3 separate regions of the Mus musculus genome follow, and all the other regions are linked to region 3. A link is a contact called in public HiChIP or PLAC-seq and capture Hi-C data. All regions are on one chromosome and are shown on one strand. The core of a region is the stretch at or near the end of the contact, and the rest is flanking DNA. Distances in the headings are between cores, read along the strand shown.

Region 1 (3,369 bases), core at 410-2,909, 2.3 Mb before region 3:
GTGGGAAATTCAGAGTGGAGTCTCAAACTAAATCGAGTTAGGCTGTGGTGACGAAGTAGGTACAGAAAGCAGCAGCAGCATGAGGCACCAAGGCAGGGAGGGATGAATGTGCTCAGCTCACTCTTTATGTGTGTGTGTGTGTGTGTGTGTGTGTGTGTGTGTGTGTGTGTTGTGCAATGTGTGTGGGTGCACTCAACCATTTACATATGTGGAGACCAGAGGTGAATTGAGGAGCCTTCCTTTATCATTTACTACATGATGATGATGGTAATGATAATGATGATATTATTTTCAAGATGGAATGTTACTTTAGCTCTGGCTGTACTAGAACTCACTATGTAGACCAGGCAGGCCTCAAACTCACAGAGCTCTCTGCCTGCCTCTGCCTCTGCCTCTGCCTCTGCCTCTGCCTCTGCCTCTGCCTCTGCCTCTGCCTCTGCCTCTGCCTCTCTGCCTCTGCCTTTGCCTCTCTGCCTCTCTGCCTCTCTGCCTCTCTCTCTGCCTCTCTGCCTCTCTCTCTGCCTCTCTGCCTCTCTGCCTCTCTCTCTGCCTCTCTGCCTCTCTGCCTCTGCCTCTGCCTCTGCCTCTCTGCCTCTGCCTTTGCCTCTCTGCCTCTGCCTCTCTGCCTCTCTGCCTCTCTGCCTCTCTGCCTCTCTGCCTCTCTGCCTCTCTGCCTCACTGCCTCTCTCTCTGCCTCTCTGCCTCTCTGCCCCTGCCACTGGAATGCTGGGATTAAGACATGTGCCTCTACACCCCTCTGCCTCCTCATTTTTGAGACAGTCACTGAAATTGAAGTGTACTGATTGGTAGATGGGCTGGTCAGTGAGCATGCCATCCTCCTGGCCCCAAGCCCCTAGTGCTGGGGTTACAGACATCACATGGTACCGGGGATCCAAACTCAGGTTCTTGGGCTTGCACAGTCCTCCTCTTTTGTTTTCCTTTTAACCCATCCCATAGGATGCTGCTGCCCACATTGAGGGTAGATTCCCCTGGATAAACCTCTCTGGAAACACCCTGACAGACACATTCTCAGGTGTCTCCTAAGTGATTTTTCACCCAGTAACACTGACAGTGACTTCAGCGTAGCAGCCTGCAAATGCTAGGAATGAAATGAAACTGTTTGCAGCCCTGAGCAGCTGGAAGCCTCACAGCTCTTCCCCTGCCTGCCCTGGAGCCCTGAGCTGTGGGAGCTCTGTCCAGGGCTTGTTTCCTCCTGACAGTTAGTCTGGATGCTGTGTGTCTGTCCTGCCTTGGTCTGAGACTAAACACAGCTGCTGCTGCACTGGGGCTGCTGCTCTTCTGGGCGTGTCCCTTTTATCTCCTGCACCCCCTTCTCCCCCTGCTCCTCCAGCTGTCTTAAGGCTGCCTGCTCCCAGAGTGGAGGGGAGGCGGGCGGGAGGGAGAGTGAGTGAGCGAGGCAGCCCAGGACCCAGGCTCCAGTCTCCCCTGCCTCTCCAGGCCATGGGCCCCCTGCCAGGTAAGGGCACTGGCCAAGGCCCAATGAGGGCAGGGCAGGCCCCTTTCCTCACGGGGCCTGCTCAGAGTTCAAGGGTTCTGGAGAGATCATCCAGGCTTCCTTTAAACTGCTGCTGCAGCTGAGGCTAGAGTTTGGAGTTTGACCTTTGTGGAACCTTTCTCAGCAGCAGGCAAGAAGGCAGGGTCTCTGCTGTCCTCTGCTGCTCCCTGCTGCAAAGGACAGGACATCCCAGGGGTCTCCCTTTGCACAGCCACTGCCTTCGGCCTCTGAAGTCCCCGAGACCCTAGGGCAGTAGAGCCTGCATCCTGAAGAAGGTAAGATTCCCTCCTTCCTCCCTGAGACACCCACTGTCTAAACTGGGAAGCTCCTTGGGTCCGAGGACTGGATAACCACTCTGGCCTAGCTCTCATCTGAGAAGTTTCGTTTGCTCCTGGCCTACAGAGTGTGGTTTGGGGTGGTGTCAGCAGCTGACAGCATAGGCCAGGGGTCTCAGCTCTTCTACTCAGGAACACTGAGGCACAAAAGCTTCATGTTCTTTCTTTGTCAGATGAGAATTTGGAGGTCAGCCTGGCCCAGCCCTCAGGTGTGGCAGAGGAGTCTGCAGCGATAAGGAAGGGGAAAGCATCGCAGGTCCCAGGAATCTGGAAGGCTATCCTGCTGCTGTTAATTAGCAAGGCAAAGGCATGCCCTACCTGCACAGCCCACCTAAGGGGCTGGATCTCTTCCAACTGCACAGCTGCTAGGGAGGGTGGTTAAACAGATGTCCCTTAAGGCCACTGAACAACTTGTTCAAGGTGACACAAGTGAACAGGGCAAAGCTGATGGTCTGAAAGGATGGTTGATAGCTGATTCTGGAACTCTGCATTTGACAAGGGCTGCCCTTCTGGGATATTTGTTTGGAAGATTGGTGTTTATGGAGTGTCTGCTTTGGGGGCACAAGATAAGACGGGCTAGTTACCTCTGCCTTCCTTCTGCTCACATTACTGTGAGACAAGGAAGTACGGGAGAGTTCTACCAACCATGTGCTAGGTTTCATTATACTGTGAGCAAAATGCCATTTGATATGAAAGGGTCCTGACTTAGAATGAGGCCCGGAGAGGGCAGATGGGATCTATAGGTGGGACAGGGAATGGAAGCCAAGGACCCTGAGCTCGTAAGCAAGCTTTCAAAGAATGGATGGAAACAAGCAAGTGAATTGTTTTGTGTTCAGATTCTTCTCTGGCTTCCATAACAGGGAGAAATCTAAGGAGGAATCTAAGGAGGCAGCAGGCAGGAAGAGAGTAGCTCCTTGATCTGGGCTGGACATAAGTGAAGGTGGTTTGTTAGGATGAAGGTGACTTAAGGAACACGGACAGGTTCAAGGCATGTTTTGGAAGTAGAGGAAAATAGAACTGCAGGTGAATAGATGTGGGGAACTGAGAAAGACATGGTCAATTATTTGATAGATGCTTGCATGCTATGACATCTTTGGTTCTTAGATATAGTGGTTGGCACACTAGGATGCTCAGATAGTCCTTGTTGGATGTCTGGCTGGATATATAGGTGGATCATGGATGGACGGATGGACGGACGACTGATGGATGGATGGATGGATTCTTAGGGGTAGACATGTGGAAGGATGGCTGGGTAGACAGATGGATATATGGATGTACGAATGTACGGATGGATGAATGGATGGATGGATGGATGGATGGATGGATGGACATATGGATTCTTAAGGGTAGACATGTAGAAGGATGGTTGGGTAGACAGATGGTTATATGGATGTACAGATGGATGAATGGATGGATAGATGGAGGGACAGATGGATTCTTGGATGGGTAGACACATGGAAAGATGGATGAATAAACCAGTAGATAACTGGGGTTGTGGGTGGATGTGACTTAAGGATG
Region 2 (3,138 bases), core at 588-3,087, 2.4 Mb before region 3:
GCCTCAGTTGTGGTTTTGATAGAGGAAAAAGTAATCATTACCTTCCAAAATTATAATTTGTGAATTAGTCTAATCACTTAACCTTGGTAAGGCAAGGAATATAGAGTAGAGAAGATGGGTGTTGAGGTAATCACAGGAATTGGGCAGAAACAAAGGCAAAACATTATAGGAAAGATTCTGTCTTAATTTGCCTTCTATCACTGTGATGAACACCATACTGACAAGCAAATTGGGGAGGAGAGGGTTTATCAGCTTACAGTTCATAGTTCATCATATAGGAAAATCAGAGCAGGAACTCAAGGCAAGAACCTAGAGGCAGAAACTAAAGCAGAGACATAGAGGAGTGTGCTGCTTACTGGCTTGCTCCCCATGGCTTGTAGCATGCTTTCTCATACAACCTGGGATGGCCTCTAAAGAGCTTCCATATCAACTATTAATCAAGAAAATGCCTATAGAGTTGCCTACAGCAATTTGATGGGGGCATTTTCTCAGATGACTCCATCTTGTATCAGTTTAACAAAGAACCTAACCAAAGTTGATCCTGTGTGTGTGTGTGTGTGTGTGTGTGTGTGTGTGTGTGTGTGTGTTATAGATCACTAGAACTCAGGAGAGAGAGATAGGCAGATTTCTGAGTTTGAGTCCAGTCTGGCCTACATAGGCTAGCCAAGGATATAGAGTAAGACCCCCATCTCAAATAAATTAAAATGTAAAAATTACTAGCATTTATTTGTTATTCTTCATTTTGCAATTTGTAATTTTTTTCCAAAAAATGTTTATAGGGTGTTCATAAAATTAAGAACACCAAAAGAAGAAAAATGCAAAACAGACGTTAACATGCTGGCTAGTTCCTTTCTGGGCATTCATCCACTCATTAGCTAACTACAACACACATTTCTCCTAGAGCAGAAGCAGACAATCACAGAGCTTGTTTCATGGGAGAGACTGGAGCAGGTTTAAACCAGTTAAAGGACTTAGAATAGAAAAGGGCAAAAGAAGGTTGTCTGCAGAGCGAGTTTTCTGAGAAAGTAAAAGGGAGTAGATTTTAAGTAGAGGAGAAATGTGCAGATTACTAGCATTATATGCACCGAATATGTATGTACCTATGTGCATTATAATATCTTAATGCATTATATTGCAGCATCCCCCTTTGGGTATGTATCTTATTGTATTTACAATCAGGTATGTGTCTATATTGTAATTTAAGAAAATAATTGTAATAATTGTATCTTCATGTATTATATTACTGTATCTTATTTTATCTACATGTAGACTTACATACTTTACCTACAGACATGTATCTTACAGTGTTCACATGTAAGAATTTTTGGGTGTTCACATGTCTTTCTGAGAACTAGTATGGCATCTGCGTTTCCATTCTTTTATTGTAACCAAGACCCCAGGTATTGCAAGTAGCTGCGTTTAATGCCACCTCATAGCATTAGATGTCGTAGCTGGCTACAGTTATTCAACCTTTCCTGTGCATTTGAGTTAATATCTTGATTGTGAAGTACTTAAAAGTGATACCCAAATGGTTATTTCTTGAGCAGAGAAATTCGTGCAAGTGGAATTGCTGAGTCAAGGGTGTGTAAAAATTTGAGGCACAAAAATAAAAAAAATGAAACTTCTGGGATGCATTCTTCACCTGGGAAGAGGCACAAATCGAGAGGTTAAATAAATGTGGCTGAAGGTCAAAAGTAATTAGATGTGGGTGAATTTAAAAAACGGCGCGGGCTAGTCTGGCAGCGGCAGGGGTGGAATTTGCGGTTTGCTGGATTTTTTTTTTTTTTTTTTTTTTAAAGGCGTGTTTCTGTAAGGGAGGGGCCGGGCCGAGGGGAAGGAAACTTGTGTCGCAGTAAAGAAGGAGGAGGGGATGGTCCGAGGCAAGCCCGAGCCAGCCTCGGCGAAAAAGGCCGCGCTCCGCTCTTGCCAGGCCCCAGAGCCGCTCGTGGGGAACCTCGGAGTTCCCCGACAGCTCCGGCGAAGTCCTGGACGCGTCAGACAGTTGTCAAGTGGCTGCCTCGTCCGGCAGGCCTAGTTGCTAGGACCTCCATCTTGGGGCTCCCGGGCCACGGCGCCCCCGGAAGGGGTTGCGAGTGGGGCATTCACTTCCGGTCTGGGGCCTGCGGCGGCAGCGGTGGCGGCGGCGGCGGCGGCGGCAGCGGGACGGTGTAGAAAATGGCGCTGGTGCAGCGGCTCGGGCCTGTCCCCGCGGCGCTGCGGAGGGCTTGAGGCTCGCGAGCCTCGTTCCCCGCGCCTCACGCGCTAGTGCACTTTACACACATGAGGTGAGCGGACCGGAGGGGAGGCTCGCTCGGGGGGCCAGGAGCCAGCCTCCGGCGCTGCCGCAGGACCCCCTCGGGCTGATGGGCGGCGGCGCGGGGCAGTCCCCGGGGGGACGCGGGCGTGGGCGGGAGTCCCGGGCGGTCCGGGAAGCTTGGTCCGGCGCGGGCTACGGCTCTGGGCTCGGTCGCCCTGGGCTCGGCGGCCCGCAGCGCTGCAGCCCGCAGCCCCGCCCCTCCCCCACCGCGCGGGCGCTCTGCCGCAGCAGCTCCGTTTTCACGCGCATCCCCTCCCCCCGTTTTTTTTTTTTTTTTGTGTTTGTTTTTGTTTGCTATTTCAGAGAATTGGAAGCTAAAGCTACCAAAGACGTAGAGAGAAATCTTAGCAGGTAAGATGGGCGAGCCTTCGGTCTCCCGCCCCTTTATAATCGTGTGTTTCCACTCTGCTTCGCTCTTCCTGGGTTTACGGACCCCCCCCCCCCAACCTCCACCCCCACCCCCCAACCCCGTGTCATTTGCTTTCGCACTCACGGAACAGACATTCGGGAGAAACGGCCTCAGGGAATATTGCATGGGGGGGGCATTGCAGGGAGACGCGTAATTACGAGTGTGTTCGTTCTTAAAAAGAAAAGCAAAAGGCAGTTCTTGTAAACTTAGTTAAAGCATTCTCACCCTTTTAGAATTTAATTAGGGGACTTGTGCATTAATTACTATTGTAAATGGTTGCAGGCATTGTGTGACTCATGATTGAGGCGGCCCTTATGGCGGGCTGTCAAACTGTTTTGGCTTCCCCGTTATTACTTTGTAGCTAAATTGTTGCCTTTATAAAAAGATACTATGTGTTCACATTTTTTCCTCT
Region 3 (3,129 bases), core at 521-3,020:
AACAGTCATATAAAGGGATTCAAATCACACCGTGGAATCCAGGACAGTGACAAAGAAAGCAAGGCTGCTCACATCCACATGGGTACTGCTCAGAACACACTGCATGCAAGCTGGGCACTGTGGCTGCCTTTCATCCCAGCACCCTGAGGCAGAGGCAAGTAGATCTGAGTTCAAGGGTAGCCTGGTCTCCATTGCCAGTTCCAGGTCAGCCAGGGAAAGAGAAACTGTCACAAAACAAACCACAAACACACAAAACCACACCATATGCAAAAAGCAAATCACACATTCACAAGGATGCCAAACACAGAAAGAACTGTACACAGCGATCATGGCAGGGCCATAGCAACTCAGTGAGGCCTATCAACAGCAAGGAAAACAGAATTCAGAGTAGTGGGAAACTTTGTAGAGGAGATTCAATGGGGGGCTGGGGGTATGGAATAATACGTTTCTTAATCTGGTGGTGCTACACCTGAGGTGTTCATTTTATCTTCATAAGTATGTTACAAAACAAAAATACTTAAAGACAACTTAAATATTAATTAGAGAAGAGTGGTACAGAAAAAGTTCAAATGGTGTGATGTGGGGAAAGGGGTCAGAAAATGGGTGTGGAACCGATCACAGGAGCCATGCTTGTTTGTGGCTAGGATGGCAACTATCTGCAATGAGGGACTCTGCAGAGAGGATTAACCATAGATAGGTGCAGCCCACTCAAAGGACTTTAAAACCAAGGCGTTTACAGAATAAGCAATGCTTGGGTACAGCATGGGTGGCCTGTGCTAGGCAGTGTTAATCCGCTGATGGCACAGCCTGGTTTGAAACGCACCAGAACCTCATGAGGAACAGTGTTCCCCAGGAGGGAGCTGGGGCTACAAAGGTACACAAGTGATGGCGATAGTGACGGACAGTACTGCAAAAGCAGTTTCTTTTAAGGCACTGCCAGTCCCAACCGTGGTTGCTGGGCAGTGGTGGTGTACACCTTTAATCTCATCACATGGGAGATAGAGGCAGGCAGATCTGAGTTCAAGGCCAACCTAATTTACAGAGTGAATTCCAGGACAACCACGGCAATAAAGAGAAAACCTGTCTAGAAAACATAACCACAGATGATTAGATAGATTGCTTAGATAGGTAGGTAGATGATAGGCAGACAGACAGAACAAACCATGATCTAGGTTCCTTCTCTAGACTTCTCCAGTCTTGGTCTGGGTTAGAGGTGTTATTTATGGTTATCAGTACGAAATGCAACAAAACACAGAGCACAGGAATCCTATACTTTTCCAAAATCGGACAAACGGATGATTCTGAACACATTTAGCCTCAGGCTTTCAAATGCTGGCTCCACAAACAAAACAAAAAGGGGGGGGGGGAGTGGGGAGGCGGGGCACGCAAGGGGAGGGTGTGGTCGTTTTGAACAGAAGGGTACAAGTGGCTGTCACCAAACAGTGTCAGTGACAAGGCACACTTTCTCCGCCTGACCCATCAGGCGATCGGGAGTCAGGAGCTACAGGAGTTCCAGGTCAGCCTAGGCTACATGGTGAGAGCATGTCTCGAAAAGACAATTTTTTAAAATTTAAATTAACAAATAAACAACTTATGTTGTTATAGAGCTGTTCCAACCCCTGCCTTTTGCGGGCTTCAATATCTCGTCAGCGCCAAAGCCCGCGCCGACCCCATGGTCGATCCCGTTGCCCACAGATGCCCGCTCTGGTCCCCGCAGCACCCCAAAGCCTTCATACGTACCGCAAACCAGCGAGATCACGCCGGAAGCCATATCGGAGCCCGCCTCCAGGGCGGAGAGATCGCCAGACTGGAGCTCCTACTGGTGGGCTACGCGCATTCTCCCGCTCACCAGCGGAGTACTTCCGTTTTCCCCGCCCGCTCTGTTGCTATGGCGCCTTGGCACCTGTGAGCCGCCTTCTGAGCTACGCGGTTTCCCGCGCGGTTTTCGTACTTCCCGGAACGGCTTCCGCCGCCCCCGCCTCTCGCTCGCTGGAGGAGAACCCACGGCGGGACGATCCACGGCCCACGGCCTGTGTCGTAGTAAAACTACTGCAGGCTTTAGACTGGAGACGAAGAATGGCTTTTGTTTTCCTGTGGCCTGAGCTAGAAACTTGGCTCTGCCGCTACTGGTTGAGCGGTGACCTTTCATGGAGCTACTAAGTGGAGTTAAAACAGCCGGTTCTGGGGTCCGCGAGCGTAATCTGTAAAGTGCTTGCTGCCCAGGCAAAGAGAGACCTTGTATCAAAAAACAAAGTGGAGGCCTTCCGAGGAACCACATCTTGCGTAGACCTCTGGCACACACACACAGAGGAAAAAGCATAAGAGACGATCTCACACACACACACACACCAGTCCTGAATACGAGATTTAAAAGAACTAATTGTTCCTATGCAGCACACACACACAGAGGAAAAAGCATAAGAGACGATCACACACACACACAGAGGAAAAAGCATAAGAGACGATCACACACACACACCAGTCCTGAATAAGAGATTTAAAAGAACTAATTGTTCCTATGCAGGTGACCCCTCTGGCCTGCTCTCAGGGACCTAGCGGCTGCTTAAGTCTTCACCCAGGTGCGTGTTGTGGAGAAAAGGCCTCCACCCCAGCCATCCTAGGACTCTCTTCTCTGTCGCTCTGCCTTCTGTTTCTCTTTTGCTAGGCTCTTTTTCTCCGGGTCTCATGGCGACTTCTTTGGCCTCGTTCTCTGAGACCGTTGAAACTGCCCGAGAGTTGCTCCCGGTAAACCTGCTTTTATATTTTTAATTCAGCATGATCTGGCTTATTACGTCAGCGGAGACATTTACTACCTGGGGCAGAAACTTTTTACTAATGTGCAGGGAAAACTAGGACGGCCGCCGAGAAGTGTGGTGTGGTACTGCCTTAGCCACTCTCATCTAAGAATTGTGAGGCCTGATGAAATTGCCACAAGGGTAACTTCAAAGAAATCACTTCTGCCTGCTCAAGGCTTTTCCTTTCCGAGAATTCCAGATGCACGTCTCAGAGCTGGAAATGCAGCCTCGCCCAGGAAAAGTGACTAATTATACAACCGTACGAAGTGCACAGTCCAATCTCTGAAAACATACATGGCCTCTCACCACCCCTGGAGTCTTGGACAGCTTCTTA

Evidence for each region. HiChIP or PLAC-seq counts read pairs in DNA pulled down with a chosen protein or histone mark. Capture Hi-C pulls out chosen DNA fragments and counts their contacts.
Region 1: a contact with region 3 is called in a capture Hi-C map of embryonic stem cells, with 5 times the contacts expected there. The contact joins the promoter of Slc5a11 here to the promoter of Nsmce1 in region 3. A contact is called at or near these places in 3 of 39 promoter capture datasets (cranial neural crest, hippocampal neurons and stem cell-derived epiblast-like cells), 2 of 115 datasets of contacts at active chromatin or transcription factors (large pre-B cells and stem cell-derived neural progenitor cells) and 1 of 9 other capture datasets (embryonic stem cells).
Region 2: a contact with region 3 is called in an H3K4me3 HiChIP or PLAC-seq map of embryonic hindbrain, with 15 times the contacts expected there. The contact joins the promoter of Tnrc6a here to the promoter of Nsmce1 in region 3. A contact is called at or near these places in 3 of 39 promoter capture datasets (cranial neural crest, liver and pre-B cells), 1 of 484 Hi-C or Micro-C datasets (B cells) and 3 of 115 datasets of contacts at active chromatin or transcription factors (astrocytes, embryonic hindbrain and large pre-B cells).

Annotation. Positions count from the first base shown.
Region 1 is chr7:123,213,207-123,216,575 of GRCm38.p6, forward strand. It overlaps Slc5a11 (solute carrier family 5 (sodium/glucose cotransporter), member 11), which reads left to right and starts at 1,660. Exons shown (of 17, transcript NM_146198.2): 1 at 1,660-1,791.
Region 2 is chr7:123,122,048-123,125,185 of GRCm38.p6, forward strand. Tnrc6a (trinucleotide repeat containing 6a) reads left to right here and starts at 1,838. Exons shown (of 24, transcript NM_144925.3): 1 at 1,838-2,285; 2 at 2,621-2,668. The coding sequence starts at 2,281.
Region 3 is chr7:125,489,673-125,492,801 of GRCm38.p6, forward strand. It overlaps Nsmce1 (NSE1 homolog, SMC5-SMC6 complex component), which reads right to left and starts at 1,771. Exons shown (of 8, transcript NM_026330.4): 1 at 1,741-1,771.